Linked DNA regions of Gossypium raimondii: region 1 is linked to region 2. The links are chromatin contacts, called in public Hi-C maps. All regions are on one chromosome and are shown on one strand. Each heading gives the region's core, a stretch centred on a gene start, on an enhancer-like site or on the middle of the called end of the contact. The rest is flanking DNA. Distances are from core to core; before and after follow the strand shown.

What was found. A called contact is a pair of places that touch in the nucleus more often than the background predicts.
Region 1: a Hi-C map of leaf shows a contact between it and region 2, with 2.4 times the contacts expected there. The contact joins the promoter of LOC105780511 here to the enhancer-like site in region 2. A contact is called at or near these places in 2 of 2 Hi-C or Micro-C datasets (both in leaf).

The regions. Positions count from the first base shown.
Region 1 is chr4:39,776,932-39,781,694 of ASM2569854v1, reverse strand. It overlaps LOC105780511 (hypothetical protein), which reads left to right and starts at 2,670. Exons shown (of 3, transcript XM_012604893.2): 1 at 2,670-2,996; 2 at 3,371-3,708; 3 at 3,786-4,245. The coding sequence starts at 2,724. The coding sequence ends at 3,945. It also overlaps the pseudogene LOC105780675.
Region 2 is chr4:39,224,432-39,228,802 of ASM2569854v1, reverse strand. No RefSeq gene overlaps it. Among protein-coding and RNA genes, the nearest start is that of LOC105780617, 13 kb to the right of the region's middle. Within about 2 kb of position 2,007, the one cell type or tissue checked has open chromatin away from gene starts, as enhancers often do. A contact at or near this core is called in leaf, where this site is marked.

The sequences.
Region 1 (4,763 bases), core at 1,421-3,920, 550 kb before region 2:
TGGTTTATCGAATAAAGAAAGGTTTGTAGATCTTGGAATCAACCAAGTTAAATTCAAGAATGATCCTTTAATTTATTGTTGTCGGAAAATGTTTTCTTTTTAATTTTTATATTTTACTTGAACATTTTAGATGAATTGGTTTCTTCAAGCGAGCTCGAACTAAATTTGAATTTTATGTTTTCGAACTCCATTAGCGCTTAATTCGAGAAAAGATCAAACTCATTAGACTAACTAATTTATCTAATAAAAGATTGTCGCAGGGGTTCCAAGTTGACCTGAAGGGGACAAGGAATGGTCAAATCTTCAAATGGTACCCTGTTATTAGAAAACTTGAAAACGGATGGGGCGGTGTGTTCTTGTTCGGGCCTTAGTGACTGCTAGTGGCTTGCTGTGCAGTGCAGATGGAAATTGGGTGCATGGGTTCATGCTAAAGACCGGACGTACGGACAGCCTTCCACCGGAGCTGTGGGGGTGTTCAAGATGATTTGCGGTTAGCCAAGGAGTTCAGGGTAGCTCGTTAGATTGTTGAGTTAGACGAGTTATGGGTAGTTTAGCTGCTGTCTCGATCTTATGAGCATCAGCATCTATTAAATATGTATATTGGTGATTGCTTGGACTTGATACGAGAGGGATGGGTGATGGAGGTTCGGCATATTTTCCGGGAAGGAAACCATTATGCTGATCATCTCGCTAACCTGGCGCATGAAGGCACGAATGGGCTCGTCCGTTTGCCTAATCCGCCTGACGGTCTTCTCCCTTCACTGCATGCTGACGCCCTTAGGCATGGGAAGCTTAGATTTTAGTATTGCTGTATTTCTGCTTCTTTTGTAAAGAAGAGAGAGAGAGATTAAACTACCTGGTGGTCACCCAACTTTTGGGTAGGTTTTAATTTGATCACTTAACTTTAAAAACTTTCAATTTCATCACCAATATTTTTTAAATTTAAAATTTTAGTCATCGGCACTTAAATACTTAATGGAAAGTTTAGTGAATTTTTTTATTGGCCTAATAACAAATTAAAATTTTCAATATTTGTACATTTTATCAATTAAACCTTAAATTTAAAATTTTAACAAATTTAACCCTCAACGCTTACAAAATTTATCATTTAGTTCTAATTTTAAAAAATTTATTACATTTACAAAAAAAATTCGATTTAATTCTAAAAGACTCTTACAAGAAATCAGTGATAATTTGTTCCAATTTGGCTTCTTCAGTGTGAGGTGATGGCATATATTTATAAACAAGCCAAAAGTGGAACGATCAAGCCCTTCAAGGGAAATTGAAACACTTGTGCAGATAGTTTCACAGGCATAAGGAAATCGGAGAAAAAAAACCCAATAAGAAATAAGTCAAAAAGAACTAAATTAACCAACGAAACTATCAATTGAAGTAGCGAAAAACAATATCTAAAAGAAGCAACTATCTAAATTACAGGGGAAACCCATTAAAAGACACACACACACACACACACAGAGTTCAGACTTCAGACTCTTGCTTCTCCATAATTAACTAGGCCTGGTTGGGTAAGGAACACGTTTGGGCGCATAGGTCTTTTCCATCTTTTTTTTCTTATTTTTACCTTTGGGGTTTTCTTCTCTTCATTCTTGTGCAAAAATTGAATAACTTTCAAAGCAAAGCACAAAATTGCAGAGATAGAAAAGAAAAATAAAACAATTAAAAAGAAAGGAGAGAAGCTGAGAGGGAAGCAATTCACCGATTTGCTAGTAGAGAGAATACAGGATCATTGTTGTGAAAATTACTGAAGTTTGTGAAATTTTGTAAATATTGAGGGCTAAATGGCTAGATTTAGGATCAATTTGATAAAATGTATAAATATTGGAGAGTTAAATTTATTATTAGACCAATAAAAAACCACCCATATCAGCTTTCTATTAAGTATTTAAGAGGGTGACTAAAATTTTAAAATTTAAAAACATTGATGATAAAATTGAAAGTTTTTTAAATTGGGTGATCAAAATGGAACATACCTAAAAGTTGGATCATCACCTTGCTAATTTATCCAAAGAGAAATTACATAAAAGAATTGAGGTTTCATTGATTTTCTTTTTAAAAATGTCTGGTTTTCTTATTAAGATTCTCTGTTTCGATTAACATAAATTCAACCTTTTATGCAACCCTTCATTTTTATATTTAGATTTTGACACATAGATAATAACATGAATAATAAATAAATTTAAATATTAAAAAATTGTAAATATAAAATTAAGGTTGGTTGAAATTGGATCAAATTTTTCGAAATTAGTGAAGTTTGAAATTTTTAATAATTTGTTTGATTAAAATCGTAATGGACACGTGCTTTTTTACCCATAAAAATTATATTTCGACTTTTCTCTAAAGAATATCTAACAATAGTTTCCATGGAATGAATAATCAATCCAGATGCTAAAAACAACAATGCTTTCAAATAAACATAAGTGATCAAATGAAATAAAACGGCTCGTTAAGACCCCATACCTAGAGTTAACATCATATAATCCAGTTGGGACATTGTAGAATAGGCTAAACCCGAGTGGATAAAGTTAGATTTAGAGAAATTATGGGTAACTGCCCAATCCCAGACCAAATTAGGCCCAACAGGGGAAGCTTTTGAATATAGCCCATCAGTACCTCAACATCAATGCTGCCTTTAAAATAACCTAAAACCCTCTTCACGTACTACAATCTAGCTGTTCCCAAAACCCTAGCAACCTTTCTGCCCCATGGCTTTCACTTCCATTCTCCGGAAAACAGCTAACTCCTTAGCACCACTCGCTATTCGACTCACCCGAGTCCAGAGAAATTACCACTCTTGCATCTTCACGGCCTTGAACCATGGATTCCAGCCTCAGCAACCTACTGTGAACCGTTTTTACCCAAACACCCTACATTTCTCAACGGCTGTTGATTCTCAAAAATCCGCTTCTGATGAGTCTCTTCTCCGAGTTATTGAGTCTGAGATTCAGTGTGCCGAGGAGAGTGATGAATATGATCAGGTGAGTAATTAATTAGTTTTTCTTTTCCCCATTTTCTTTATCATTTAGGGTTTGTACGAAAGTAAGTGGAAAAATAGAAGTTGGATTTTGGGTGTTTTACAATCAAAATCGTGTCAACTGAAGACTTGTAGGGATTGAATTCAAGAGCTGTCTTGGAACATGGTAACACTCATTGTAGCACTTATATCCGACCTGAGAAACATAATTAGAAGCTGCTTTTAGTCGTTTACAATATGGTTATTGAGACAATTTGTGGGGAAAAAGAACAGAACAATTGCTTAATAGCTAGTATTGATGTTAAGTTTTCAAGCTGAAAACAATGCTTTATTTTAAATTGTCTTTTAATCATTTAAAAAAAAATTGTTTCTTCACAGGCTGAAGGAACTCCAAGTGAATTCCCTTTCAAAATCGAAGACACTCCTGGGCTTCAAACCATAACATTAACACGAGAGTATGATGGTGAACTCGTCAAAGTTAATGTTCACATGCCTGATCTTGTCACTGGTGAAGGCGAAGCGGATGATGACAATGATGATGACACTGAAAAGCCTAGTAAATCAAATGTCCCATTGGTTGTTAATGTCTCAAAAAAAGATGGTCCGAGTTTAGAGTTCAACTGTACCGCTTACCCTGATGAGATTACCATAGATAGTTTGTCCGTTCGAAATCCCAACTCCGAGGATGAACTCGCCTATGAAGGCCCAGATTTCTAGTAAGCCTATTCGATACATTGTGAAATTGGAATATTGATTTGCATGGAATGCGATTACTAATGTTCTTGTTTTGCAGTGATTTGGATGAGAACCTGCAGAAGGCTTTTCACAAGTATTTGGAGATCCGAGGAATCAAACCGAGCACCACAAATTACTTGCACGAGTACATGATTAATAAGGATGGCCGGGAGTATATTCTGTGGTTGAAGAACCTCAAGAAGTTCATTGAAGAATGAATAGTTTTACCTATTTTTGAAGAGATTAGGTCGTCTTTTTGGGTTAGAATTCGGTCCATTTCCGGTACACATTCTTCATTATCATTCACATGGTGAAGAATCCATCCATTAAATTATATTTGTGAGTGAATAGTGAAAATATGTATTGGAGGGTTGGGAGGGAAGATCTAAAAAATAAACTATAGACTTGTTTTTATTTGATTTTTAGCCATCTCAAAGTCATTGGTATCATTTATGTGATTTAAACATATTCACCCCATCAGGAAAAAGATTTTATCAACAAAAGTAGAGTTCAGAGAAGTATGTTTTCTTTTGTTCAAAGTAGAGATTATATCAGAACCTCTCTTTTTTTCCTTTTCTTTTTCTTTTCAGTTTCACAACTTTCTTAGTAACCAAAAACTCCTCCATTAAAATCATCATAAAACCCATTAAAAATCTAATTTTTAAAAAAATAAGCTTTGAAACCAAATTAACCCATTTCAATCTTACTCATCAAAATTGAACCAATGCTTGAAGAGGGAAGGAACAGAAAAAACTGAACCTTGACGACGAGACGCTTGAGGTCTGGTCCTTTCCAAAAGCTTTACGATATTACACACCCTCTAACTTAGGGCTGGTAGCTCAAACAAAAAGTTGTAACATTTTTGTTAGAAATTTGAGTATTAATTTAAAGTCTAAAAATGTTGGATAAATTTTTAAAATTTTGATGTGTTTTCGAACGACTCGTTTCTTCACTTTCTGTATTACCAGCATTAAGATATTTGGTAGGACATGAAGCTTAATTCTTTGTAATAATAAAAAAAGAGAGCTAATATTTA
Region 2 (4,371 bases), core at 758-3,257:
TTTCTTCTTAGGAAACAAAAACTCTATTACAAGTACATATATGTTTTGTTGGGTTTTCTTGTGTTTGAACATCTTCTGCATGAGTTTTGTAGGGTTTTTATTTTTCATTGGACAATATCCCTTATTGCTTCATATGTTAAATTTATTTTATTTTATTTTCTTCTCCTACTGTCCAGTTAAGTATGATAAATTTAAATTTGGATGAATTAAACTCCATGGTTCAAACACGAAATCCTAGATTTTTAAACACATTTGGATCTGATTCTCATGAAAATTTTATAGCTTGATCCCTAGATAATTCATGGAGGATCAGTCCCCAAGAAATTAAATTGTTGAAACTTATCCCATATTTATGATTTATTTAGCTGCATGAAAGTGAAATGATGATAATTTGTCTCTCTTTGAGAAAGTGTGAGGATCATTTAACAAATTTGTGTGTTTGAAAGCAACACCAAAGAAAAAGAGTGAAGAATATCAATAGAATGGGAAGTACGATTTTAAATTAAATAATCGTTTGATAATAATGTAAAAGCCACATACTTGAGACTAAAAATATAACCATTTGTTAGCTATAATAATAAATATACAACTTGTGATTTTTAAAAAATAAGAGAAAGTTTAGAAATTTTGAAACTAAAAATAGGAATTTTATTTACGATTTAGATAATAAAAGTATACTAATTAGGTGACTAATCCAATTGTTCAAAACTAGTATTTATGAATCTTCTGAATTAACTCAATCGAATCATAGATTGTATTTACTAAATCAAACTTGTTCACAAAAGGTAGGATTGAATTATAGTTAATTTTATAGATTATTCAATTAACTACATTCCAAAATCGAGTTGACCTATTTAACTTAAACTATTTATTTGAATCGAATCAAAATTAAAATAACTTGAATTATTTAATTTAAAATTTAAAATTTAATCAATTTATTAGAATGAAGTTAGATTTTATCCACCCTAATTATTATGGTATATATACATTTGTAATTTTCAAAAATAAATATTATTTATATTTTATAATAAAATAACATTTTATTTTTCTTGGTTGATCAAGATATCTCTTTCTTGTTCATTTTACAGTTCATGAAGATTAATTATCTTAGGATTTGTGGTTGTTCATCTCAACCAAAGGCAATACTAAGGGGACTAGCAGGGGATTTGGCCTCTCTAAAAATTAAAATTTTTAGTTTAATTCCTCTATAAATAATAAAAATATAAATTAATTTATTATAAAATTGCACTTTGACCTCAAAAATTTTAAAATTTAGTTAAGATCAAAACTTAAATTCCATCTATAAGAATACAATACTCTTTATAATTACATTCGACACTTATTAGCTGGTTCATCTTGTTATCTTAAGAGTGCTATCTCAATACTTTCTTTGAACTGGTTGAGGATGAATATGTAACTTATTATTCAAAATTCATGAGAACCAAACATATATGTATATAAAGTTTTAAACTTATATCACTTAATAAATGAAATCAAGAAATGTTGGGATCAAAATGGGAACATTGATTAAGTTAGAAAAGATTATTCTTAAGAGTATACATCTAATGAAGTTTGAATTCCAGAGCTTGCAATCACTTCTTCATATTTTGACTACTTTTGTTAAAAACTGAATTCAACTTGAGGTTTAATCAAACTAGTTTTTAAGATGAGACATCATAAGAGTTAAAAATTCAATCAATAATAGAAGAAGAAGAAGAAGAAGAAGAAGAAGAAGAAGAAGAAGAAGAAGAAGAAGAAGAAGAAGAAGAAGAAGAAGAAGAAGAAGAAGAAGAAAGTGAAGAAGAAGAAGAAAGTGAAAATGGTAAGCAAAATATGGGGTCCCGGGCTTGGGGGAAGAATTTATTTTGGACATTAGAGCGTACAAATTGTCCTTTGAATGTGAAATATGTAATTCAAATGTCTCCTCCATGGACTACACAAGCTTAATGAAGGACGCATAACTGCCAAAGCAAAATAATGTACGTACGTACGTACGTATGTATGTATGTATGTATTTCCAAGTCACAGGTGAAAGATTGGATGCCCCTTGCCTGCCCAGGGACCCCAACATCTTGCTTTTTTCTTCTTAATTATCTAATAATGAATTACTTAGTTTAGGTTCAAAGCTTTATTAAGGAGTAAATCGAAACAAGTCTCATTTATTTTTCCACACTGAAAGCCACGTGAAATTTGCAGATTCCTTCCATTAATGACACTAAGAATTTGAGTAAACACAACTTATTTGATTACTCCCTTTCCAAAACACAAGAATAACATTGTCATAAAAAGGATGAGCCAAGCCCTAGATGGTGTAACATAAATTGACGAAATCATTGGTGAATGGCTTCCCAACGTTTAGGGTTCAAAACTTTTCAATATATTGGACAAGATTCAAGTTAAATTAACCATAAATTAATTTATAAATTAATTCATCTGTGATATTTATAGTAAACCCTAAGTAAGAAAATTTTTTATATATGCATAACTTACATATTTTGATATATTGTAAAATTATACATCTTAAAGTAGTAACTAGAAAAAATATATGCGTAGTAATAATAAAAAGTTGGTATATTAAATACATAACTTATATATAACATGACTTTACTTACAAAAATCAAATCACAACTTGATATAGTGTAAATTGTATTCCATTGTACTGTTTGTGAAAATAGAATATGACCTGGAGTCATTTCTCTAGGACAAAGCTTGTATTAATCGTGAAAACAAAAGTTGAAAAGATCCATAAGGGATCTTGCAAGATTTTGTGATTTTCTATAGGAAGTTTCAACTATTTCATCTTTTTCACTATTCTCAAATTCGCATATAATGGGCATGAACCAAATGAAAACCCTAATACTAACCAGAAAATCCATAATAATAAAAAAACATTTTTGAGCAACAAATGTGGGCTAAAAACAATTAACCATTTCTTATTAGATTTTCTTAATGATTTATCTATGGAGTTGTGTGGTAATGTATATTTACACACATGTTGCGATTACAACACAGAAGAAAAAAAGAAGAAACAAAGACTCCTTTAATAAATTATTAAGTTAAGAAGTTAGAAAATGAGGGAAATAGCCTTACAGAGGTGAACTGAGACTAGTGTAGAGGCAATAGAATAAGACTAGTAGTGATAATTTTTAGAAGTTTTTAATTTAATTAATATTAAATCTGTATAGATGGTAATTTCGTAAATATCTCAAGGTGAGGTGGGCGGTTCCATTCTAAACTCGACCCGACTTAACTAGTTTTTTAAAAATTAACCTGCCCTGACCCCTAACTTCAATAAAAAAACCCGACCCTATTAGGTCAGATTGGCTCAAAATCTATCGAATTTGGGTTCTTTTTCTCATCCTTACAACTAACCCATGTGAGATATTAAAATAAGGAGAAAAAAAAGTACTCTTTTTCGAGCCACTTGCAAAAGAACTCTAAAAAGTTGGGATAAAACACAAAATTTAAGATCCAAAAGAAAATAAAAGCATTAAAAACATTGTCTATTCGGGTAGTAATGCTACCAATTATTCCAAATAGGTTCCAAATCAATTGGTTTGGTCAAGTGTGAAGCCTAAATTATAGTAAAAAAAATTGTTGCAAGTGACTTGAAAGATGGTACTCTTTTTCTTAATTTAATATCTTACATGGGTTAGTTGATAGGTTATAAACGACTAAAAATATATTTTTAAAATATCTTTTTAGGTTTTAATGTTAAGACTAAATTGATAGATTTTGTAAATGTTGAGGTCAAATTTATTAATTTTGTTTAGAATTAGAACTTAAAGAGCAAATTTTATAAACATTGAAGGCTAAATTTGTTGAATTTTTTTATATTTAGAATCAAATTGATAAACTGTAAACATTAGAGGGCTAATTTTGTTACTAGACCAATAAAAAGCCACATTAACTCGAGTGACTAAAATATTTAATTTTTAAAAGTTTAGTGACTAAATAAAAAAATTAATAGTTGGGTGATCAAAATAAAACGAAAGACATAAAAATTAATAGTTGAGTGACCATTTTATAGTCTATAAAAGATAATTTTCAGTATTTTTCAGTCAATATTTAAGAGAAAATTTTAATGGAGAGACTAATTTGCATGTTTCAAAATGTATGAAGATTAATTTATGTATACTTTCAATAGAAAAGTTGAAATACAATTCACCCTAAATACAGGAACTTCTATAGTACTTTTATCTCAATAGATCATGTAATGTGCTTTTGGACTTTTAATTCATAAAATTAAAATTAATTATTTAATTAAATAATTTACATGTGTCCAAAATTATAAAAACTTTATGGTTTTAAAATACATATAAGTTAATTAATTTGTAATTGTTCCATCCCAAAATATTAGGCAACATAATC